2 separate regions of the Drosophila melanogaster genome follow, and region 1 is linked to region 2. A link is a contact called in public HiChIP or PLAC-seq data. All regions are on one chromosome and are shown on one strand. Each heading gives the region's core, a stretch centred on a gene start, on an enhancer-like site or on the middle of the called end of the contact. The rest is flanking DNA. Distances are from core to core; before and after follow the strand shown.

Evidence for each region. HiChIP or PLAC-seq counts read pairs in DNA pulled down with a chosen protein or histone mark.
Region 1: a Psq HiChIP or PLAC-seq map of the Kc167 cell line shows a contact between it and region 2, with 6 times the contacts expected there. The contact joins the promoter of RhoL here to the promoter of ps in region 2. A contact is called at or near these places in 36 of 107 Hi-C or Micro-C datasets (the D17-c3 cell line, the Kc167 cell line, the ML-DmBG3-c2 cell line and 14 more) and 3 of 6 datasets of contacts at active chromatin or transcription factors (the Kc167 cell line and the S2 cell line).

Annotation. Positions count from the first base shown.
Region 1 is chr3R:9,500,972-9,505,303 of dm6, forward strand. It overlaps RhoL (Rho-like), which reads right to left and starts at 1,610. Exons shown (of 4, transcript NM_079568.3): 1 at 1,404-1,610. It overlaps CG8149, which reads left to right and starts at 3,685. Exons shown (of 2, transcript NM_141641.4): 1 at 3,685-3,783; 2 at 3,838-4,332. The coding sequence starts at 3,754.
Region 2 is chr3R:9,414,857-9,419,258 of dm6, forward strand. It overlaps ps (pasilla), which reads left to right and starts at 3,084. Exons shown (of 7, transcript NM_001202270.2): 1 at 3,084-3,144. It overlaps alpha-Man-IIa (alpha-Mannosidase class II a), which reads left to right. Exons shown (of 5, transcript NM_079567.3): 3 at 1-339; 4 at 574-1,636; 5 at 1,733-2,408. The coding sequence ends at 1,882.

The DNA.
Region 1 (4,332 bases), core at 360-2,859, 85 kb after region 2:
ACTCCAGTTCAAACCTCGTCTTGGAGGCGTCTCTTATCAGCCTCCTTAATAAATGGGTGCATGCATCAGTTGGATTCCCGTTCCCATATAGCAGACGGTCCACAAATAACTCAGTTACACAAAGGCGGAGTTAGTCAATAAGTGAATTATACGTATAGATGGATCATCCGACTACGCAATTAATTAAATAATTCCGCAATAACGAATGTGAAGCGACGTCAGTAGAATGTAGGTAATTCTTTTATATAACTAAGATTACTCGGCTTGAGTTTCTTAAGAATTTCGTTTTATTAGAACTTGCAGTGGAGCAGCAGTATAACTAATCGTACGCCCAAAACCAGATCGAATTGGTACTCCAAATCGTCTATATAGGTAGGTACATTTCTATATAGACACCTATTTCTATTCTACACCAAAGCGAAAAAAAAACACTTTTATTCAACTCTGCTTCTTGTTGCGAAAAATATACGAACTGTATATGTGCATGTATTTTTATGGTTTCTCGCATGGGTTTTTGTATTTAATAAACTGATTAGATAAGATAGATGTCGGTGAATGCGGTGTACATAGGGAATTGGACTTGAAAGAGCAACGGCGATAAGTGGATGTGGAACCATGGCGAAAACCCATGGTTACCTGGTCAGAGGAGCCATCGAATCCCCAGAATCAGATTGGATCCGGGCAGATTGCAAGGGCACGCGCTGCCAATTAGGTAAATTAATTGAGGTTAATGCGGAGTGTTTATTGTGCCATAGGTCGCAATGAATTGATTAGCGACATTATGGATTGTATTGGATTGGGGCGACAGGCGATTCACGTACTCGGTTTCCTGCGACGTCCTCTAAATGGCTGTGTAACCATATAATTGTTTGATAACTAAAAATGGTATCGAGCCCATTATGGTGGAGAATCAAGTCGCCTGCCAAGATCCCCGAAGAATAAGAGAGCCCCACAACAGCGATTGGAATTGGAATTGGGACTGGAAGAGGAAGCGAGAGCAAGAGAGTTGGGATCGTAAACCGAAACAACTTGGCATTCCAGAGCTGTGGACGGATGGGCGGTCGGATCGGGGGAGGTTTGGTGGGGGGGGGGGGGGGGTGCGGTGACGTGAGCGCAATACAAAGTGACTCAGGTGATGGTGAAAAAGGAGGAACGATCACGAAGATAACTCTCCCAGTGAGTGAGATCTATGCTAATAGTGTTTACAGCCAAAGATAAATGTTGTTATTTTAACAGCTCGTGCAATCGCAGACCCACTGAGCGCCCACACCATCGCAAGGTCGTCGCAATTGGGTGTTATTGAATTCATTCTGCGCTGGATTCGACATTTGGCCAGCTAGCTGCTGGCGAGGATGAACTTAGTGGGATACGAGTGTTGCGTAGACGCTTTGAACTGGACGTACTTTTAGATACGGGACTTGTGTGCCCGTACTTTTATCCGTATGCGTACTATTTGCAATAATCAATCGAACAACACGTCTGGCTGGCGATGACGTGCGACTTGATCGCAGTGTGGATGTGGATTACTCGAACTGGCGGCGGCGAGAGTATAAAACCGGATAAACGAATAGCAACAACCGATCGCACGCGATGTCGTCGAACAACTGAACCTTTGGCGATTCCGATTCGTTTAGCTCGCAGAGTTCGAGTAGCTCGCAGATACGCGAAGAGCGAACGAAGAGAGCGCGGTGGAGCAGCTCTCTCTCTTAGCACTTGGCACACAATGTTTCCTTATCAAAGGTTTCGGTTTGGATAAGAAGAATTTGGCGAACTACAGCTCCAGGTTTCTAATCCCTATAAATATTTTTGCATTTCTTTTTGAGTAAATGATGTGATGTCTGCAATTCCAACTTAATGTTTCGTATTCAAGTTGATAACATTTTGGTTTGAATGCTTATTTTTAGAATACAGAAGCTCAATGCTCATATAAGTACATAAATAAGCCCATGATTAAAAACCACCATAAATAAGTTCATAATGATAAATTAGTTACTTCTATTTACGCATTTTCTACTACGAATAAAACGTTTGAATCAAACTTCGAAGTGCGTCAAATTATTAAGACTGAACTACTCACGCAATTACTTAACTGAGAACGCAAAATACTACTTTAAAGCTACTTGTGAGCTACAAATCCTGTTGCGTAATATCCCGCCCTGCAACCCGAGTATCTGGCATAAGCCATTAATCAACGACATTCCGCAAGTGCGTGCCTCCAAACTGGGCTTTATATCTGTCCGATGTAGGGGTAATTAAGCCAAAGAACCGCCTTGCGGGTTAGACCGAATAAAATGCGTTTACTGCGAGTATGTGGCACTGGCGTACATGAGTTCAATTAGCCGACACGTTGATGGGGCACTACATTAATTAGAATTACCACTGCACTGGGCAAGTCACTGCCGTACAAAGAATAAAGGTCAAGTGACAAAGGCTTCGACCCAGACCCAAAAAGTCGGGCGGTCACAGCAAAGAGAAGAGCCGGAAAATTATTAATACACAAATATGAATGTGCAGCATTTCCAATTAGGGATAGCTACTTAAGCGAACACATGAGCAACATGTGTGCCACTACTGCAAACACCAAAGATACTTCTGGAAGACTCTTGACAATGGGAATTGTACCAAAAGATATGAGCAGGTGCGGCGGAGCACTAAGGAGCACTCACAGGAGTAACTCAATGTGGCTGGGATGCAAATTGTTCCCAAGGTCGCAGGGTGAAATACTGTAAGGAATCAAATTCGCAGGCTAGAAAGGGCGACTATGCATAGCCAAGGGGCGAGACCAGATAATGTTGCAGAGTGTCTCCATTTCCCGTTTCCGGTCTGTCCGGACCGAAGGGAGCGGAGTGCAGTGTTGCTATTTCTGAACAGCACTCATATTTTATATCTTATCTCGTGCAAGCGGCCTGGAACAGCGAATCATGGGGGGGAGGACTGAAGTGACAAAAACAAATATAACTAGATCCAATAACAATCGTGGAAGGCTAGGAGTGATCCCCAATCAAATGCGCATGTGGCAGTGTTCAGAAACTGCGGGGCATTGCACCTTAGTTGGAAACCTAAAATAAATAAAAGAAACCTACATCTGACAAACTGTTGCCAAGGATTAAACGAGAATTTGGCAAAAAGCTTTAGGAAGCTATAATTTTCAACAGATGTTAGATTGTTACAAACACAATAAATGAACACCAGAAATTAGAAAACAAAGAAAAAAGCCCGTAAAAGATCTCTAATTTATATTGCTGATTCCATGACTTAAGAAATGGAAATTTAAGCATGCCCAAAATATGTAGATTAATTAAGATATTCTTCATTCTTCATTGGACGCAAGAGGAAAAAACAGCCGTCACACTGGAAGATAAGGACAGGCTTCCGAAAAATTTAAAGAAATTAACTCCGATATCAATCTTTCTTTTGATTGATTGTTTATATGTATAACAAGTCGGACCGTATTTTACCGCTTCTTTGGTTCACGTCATAGCTAAAAGATTATTATTTCATTTTTCTTTTTCGGATCTTTCAAGATAACCATTTAAAAGACCATTTTTTAATAAATAAATAAAACTTGCTCACAACGAAATTTTAAACAAATGAGCTAGGCATAAATATGATTCGAATACAATCGTATCACGACACTCATTCTTTACTTTTAAGAAATCGATAACATGTGTGTGCTCAGCAACTATCTCATCACTAACTAACTGTACGGGGTGTTGACAACATTTAAGTAAATTTCGTTCGACAATTGAGAAAATGCCTGAAAGCGACGTGACTAAAATGAAGGTAAGTTAAAAGATTAATATTAGGAGATGATCCCAATTATGTGTTCCTTTCCAGGTGGCGGATTTGAAGCGCGAGCTGAAGCTTCGAGGGCTCGCCGTGAATGGAAATAAAACCGAACTGCAGGACCGATTGCAGACCGCGTTATTAGAGGGGGACCTTTCTCTGGAGGATTCGGCCATAGCAGATGCCATTGACGACGACGATGTGTCTTTCACCGACGAGGATGAGCACAAGCTGCTGGGCGATGAGAACGACGATGAGCTACTGAAAAGTCCGGTTAGCACACCCACAACTGTGGCCATTCCGGACCTTCTAGCGGAAGAGAAGACGTCTTCGGCCCCAGATGCAGCTGCGCCGACCAAGAAAATAGTTCTGAAGCGAAATAATTCCCAGCAGTCGACGGGCACGGTAGCCAGCACGGGGACAACTCCATCGAAGGAGAACGAGGCGCCCGCTGCAGCTGCTAGTGACTCCACCGGCGAAACTCCTACCAAGAAGCATAAGCCGATTGTGGTCGGACCAAAGACGGAAGGAGAGAAGCCATCAGGC
Region 2 (4,402 bases), core at 1,834-4,333:
CCGCTGGCCAGGATCTGGTGTGGAGGACAGTCGAACCACCATAATACTGGGCGAGGATATACTGCCCTCCAAGCATGTGGTGATGCACAACACCCTGCCCCACTGGCGGGAGCAGCTGGTGGACTTTTATGTATCCAGTCCGTTTGTAAGCGTTACCGACTTGGCAAACAATCCGGTGGAGGCTCAGGTGTCCCCGGTGTGGAGCTGGCACCACGACACACTCACAAAGACTATCCACCCACAAGGCTCCACCACCAAGTACCGCATCATCTTCAAGGCTCGGGTGCCGCCCATGGGCTTGGCCACCTACGTTTTAACCATCTCCGATTCCAAGCCAGAGTGAGTAGCCAGTTAAAGATTACCCATTTATCAAAGGAACAAGAATCCTTTCCGTACTTTCTGTATTAATTGTACATTTTCGTAACACGTTTCGCTATGCCGTTTCCTTAAACCATTATAGAGTGCAGGTTTTATTTATTGATATTAATATTTCATTAACCAGATGCCGTAATTGTCTTCTATTTATACTATTTATTTATACTTTTTCAATAAGCATTTCAATGTTACTTACAGGCACACCTCGTATGCATCGAATCTCTTGCTCCGTAAAAACCCGACTTCGTTACCATTGGGCCAATATCCGGAGGATGTGAAGTTTGGCGATCCTCGAGAGATCTCATTGCGGGTTGGTAACGGACCCACCTTGGCCTTTTCGGAGCAGGGTCTCCTTAAGTCCATTCAGCTTACTCAGGATAGCCCACATGTACCGGTGCACTTCAAGTTCCTCAAGTATGGCGTTCGATCGCATGGCGATAGATCCGGTGCCTATCTGTTCCTGCCCAATGGACCAGCTTCGCCAGTCGAGCTTGGCCAGCCAGTGGTCCTGGTGACTAAGGGCAAACTGGAGTCGTCCGTGAGCGTGGGACTTCCGAGCGTGGTGCACCAGACGATAATGCGCGGTGGTGCACCTGAGATTCGCAATCTGGTGGATATAGGCTCACTGGACAACACGGAGATCGTGATGCGCTTGGAGACGCATATCGACAGCGGCGATATCTTCTACACGGATCTCAATGGATTGCAATTTATCAAGAGGCGGCGTTTGGACAAATTACCTTTGCAGGCCAACTATTATCCCATACCTTCTGGTATGTTCATTGAGGATGCCAATACGCGACTCACTCTCCTCACGGGTCAACCGCTGGGTGGATCTTCTCTGGCCTCGGGCGAGCTAGAGATTATGCAAGATCGTCGCCTGGCCAGCGATGATGAACGCGGCCTGGGACAGGGTGTTTTGGACAACAAGCCGGTGCTGCATATTTATCGGCTGGTGCTGGAGAAGGTTAACAACTGTGTCCGACCGTCAGAGCTTCATCCTGCCGGCTATTTGACAAGTGCCGCTCACAAAGCATCGCAGTCACTGCTGGATCCACTGGACAAGTTTATATTCGCTGAAAATGAGTGGATCGGGGCACAGGGGCAATTTGGTGGCGATCATCCTTCGGCTCGTGAGGATCTCGATGTGTCGGTGATGAGACGCTTAACCAAGAGCTCGGCCAAAACCCAGCGAGTAGGCTACGTTCTGCACCGCACCAATCTGATGCAATGCGGCACTCCAGAGGAGCATACACAGAAGGTGAGCTTAGAAGTTTATTATATTAATATCAAAGAAAGTGGAAATGGTATTTATTTATAATTAACAATATTGTTTGACTAATTGTTCGTTCGTCAGCTGGATGTGTGCCACCTACTGCCGAATGTGGCGAGATGCGAGCGCACGACGCTGACTTTCCTGCAGAATTTGGAGCACTTGGATGGCATGGTGGCGCCGGAAGTGTGCCCCATGGAAACCGCCGCTTATGTGAGCAGTCACTCAAGCTGATCGCAACGTGTTATGGCAAAGGATAAAGCAGAAACTGAAGCCAAGCGACCATCTCACAACCTATGAATCTCGGACGCTAATCCACTGCAATACAGGCAATCTTCGTTTAATGTTCGACTTAAGCACTGACTGCACCGAAAGACGTAATGCGTAATCCATACTACGTATCATTTATTTATTCAAGCTTCCACACGAGGGTTTGGAAATTCAATCCTATGACGCAGCGGTGTATTTTTCGCACCCCCGTGTAACTACACGTTTTACTCTGTTTCCCCTAGTTTTTTACGTTTTTTTGTGATATCCATCCAGTCCCACAGCAAGCAATACATGTCTGTACTCGATATCCCCAATGGGGTTATTGCCTATAACAATGAATCGTAACTATAACTAACGTTTAACTGTAAAGTAGGCTTAGTGATAATGACGCAACTGCAATGATATTAATCTCGACGTTTGTTTTTTACAAATTGAATAAAATTGAGTCTCATTTAGAATCGACTTTTACGTGCTATTCTAAACTAAAAACATAACGACTGTTTTTATTCGAAAAAGGAAAGGATTTGTATTACTATTCAAAATCGTCATTTAGGCTTTAGTTAGAATCGTGTTGTTGGTAAGTTATGAATGCACTTTCTATGAATATTTAATTTTTCTCAGTAAACTAAAATAAATACATTTTAATTTAATTTTTAACATTACATTTAATTTTTTTTTTAATATTGTAAGTAATGAATGTTAGTAAACAGTTGATCTTTGCATTATTAAGTTTTGAATTTATGTGGATTATGAAACGAGCTTTTGAGACGACTAATTAAAGCCATAATCATGAGTTATAGTTTTAGTGGATGAAAAACAGAATGCAATCTTATCAGCTCCAGTGCGGGGTACTATTATTGCCAGAATGACCTACAGAGATAGAGATACTAAGAGCGCGGAATTGGAAAATGCACAATGGAAATGGAAATCCGGATTGAGTGTAAAGTGGTTGTTTTGGATAGAGAGCGAATCGCTGCGCAGTTCGCTCTCTTCAAAATCCGAAACGAGCAACGAAAGCAAAACCGAATCCGAATCGGAATCCGAATTCGTATTTGTATCTGTAAGATACGCTCTCGCGCTCTCTTCAACGACGACCATCGGAATTTTTCTATACAGAAACAAAAATCTCAGTCAGCTCGCTGTTTTCAAGTTTGGAATCCGCATTTCAGTTCAGTTGGATTCAGTCACAGAGTCAGAGCGTCAGATTCAGATCATCGTGGTCGCCAGTGAGTTTGTTTATATGTTTGTGGCTGCCTGTGTGTTTGCTTGTCAAGTTCTGCAACAAAAACAAGGCATCTAAACAAAAGTGGTTCAAAACAATTACGAGGAATAAAATCCAACTAAAACGAATAATAAAACACACAGTGTCGCTTAAATCGCAGAGTATCTGCAGCTCTAGTTCTTGTTGTTGTTGTTTTTTGAGGCGGACTGGAATTTAATTTAATTAAATCAAGTACGAATGTGTGCGTGAGTGTGTGTGTGTGTGTGTCTAAGCTGGGTTCTTGAGTTGTTCTTGTTCTAAGTTCTTTTTTTCGTGGCGTGTATCTGTGTGCGCGTGTCGTGTGCTGGTTTGCGTGTGCTTTTTGTGAACTACGTTTTGTTTCAATGCCAAAAAAAAGTATCTATGCCCTGGCATGTGCTCTCTCTCCATCTCTCTCTCGCTCGCTCATGCTGGTTACATAAATACTGGTAGAAGAAGTGGAAGAGATGGTGGTGAAGAAGGAGGAGGCGGAGGTAACAGAAATTGAAATACAAATTCAATTAACACCTGAAAACGAAAATCCAACTGGAACGCAAACGTCTGATTGGATAAGGAAAATAGAAAACGGGCAAACATGTGTTTGAATTTCCAACTCGTCTTCTTCTTCCCGTCCCTATGAAATGTTCAAAAGCAAAGCTCCTTGAAAGAGGAGGGTATAAAAGAATGTGGAAAAGAGCAGCAGAACCAGAACGAGAACACCAAAAAAAGAAAACGAAATTAACGACGTCACATAAAAGTGTGTCAAAGCAGCAGCTCACGCACACCAGCGTGCGCCAATTTGTATCTGTGTGAAGCTTTAGCTCTCTCCCTCTCTCGCACCGTCCCTCTCATTCGCTGATAAAACGCAACGCACACAGCGCGTATACATAATTTATATATTTATTTAAATGTTTTTCGTTTGCTCGCTTCGAACAACGAGTTTTTCTCGTTCTAAGACTGTCGCCTTTTATTTCTCGCTCCATCTTCCGATTTGAGCTCTTTTCAACATATGGCATTGCTCAATTATTATGTCATAAACAGTTTGAATGGCAAATATGCGATAGAAGTTCAATTCGTTCAAGGCGATATTATTTTTCAAGCTTTGCGTTTTTGGCGCAGGAAATGCAAAAGTTGTCGCTGACTTGCGTGTGGTTGTGTGCAGGAACGTGCAGCAATTTTCCAACGTTTGCATGAAAAACCTAGTGCCCTAATAAGCGAAACGAGAGAGAGAGAGAGAGTGAGAA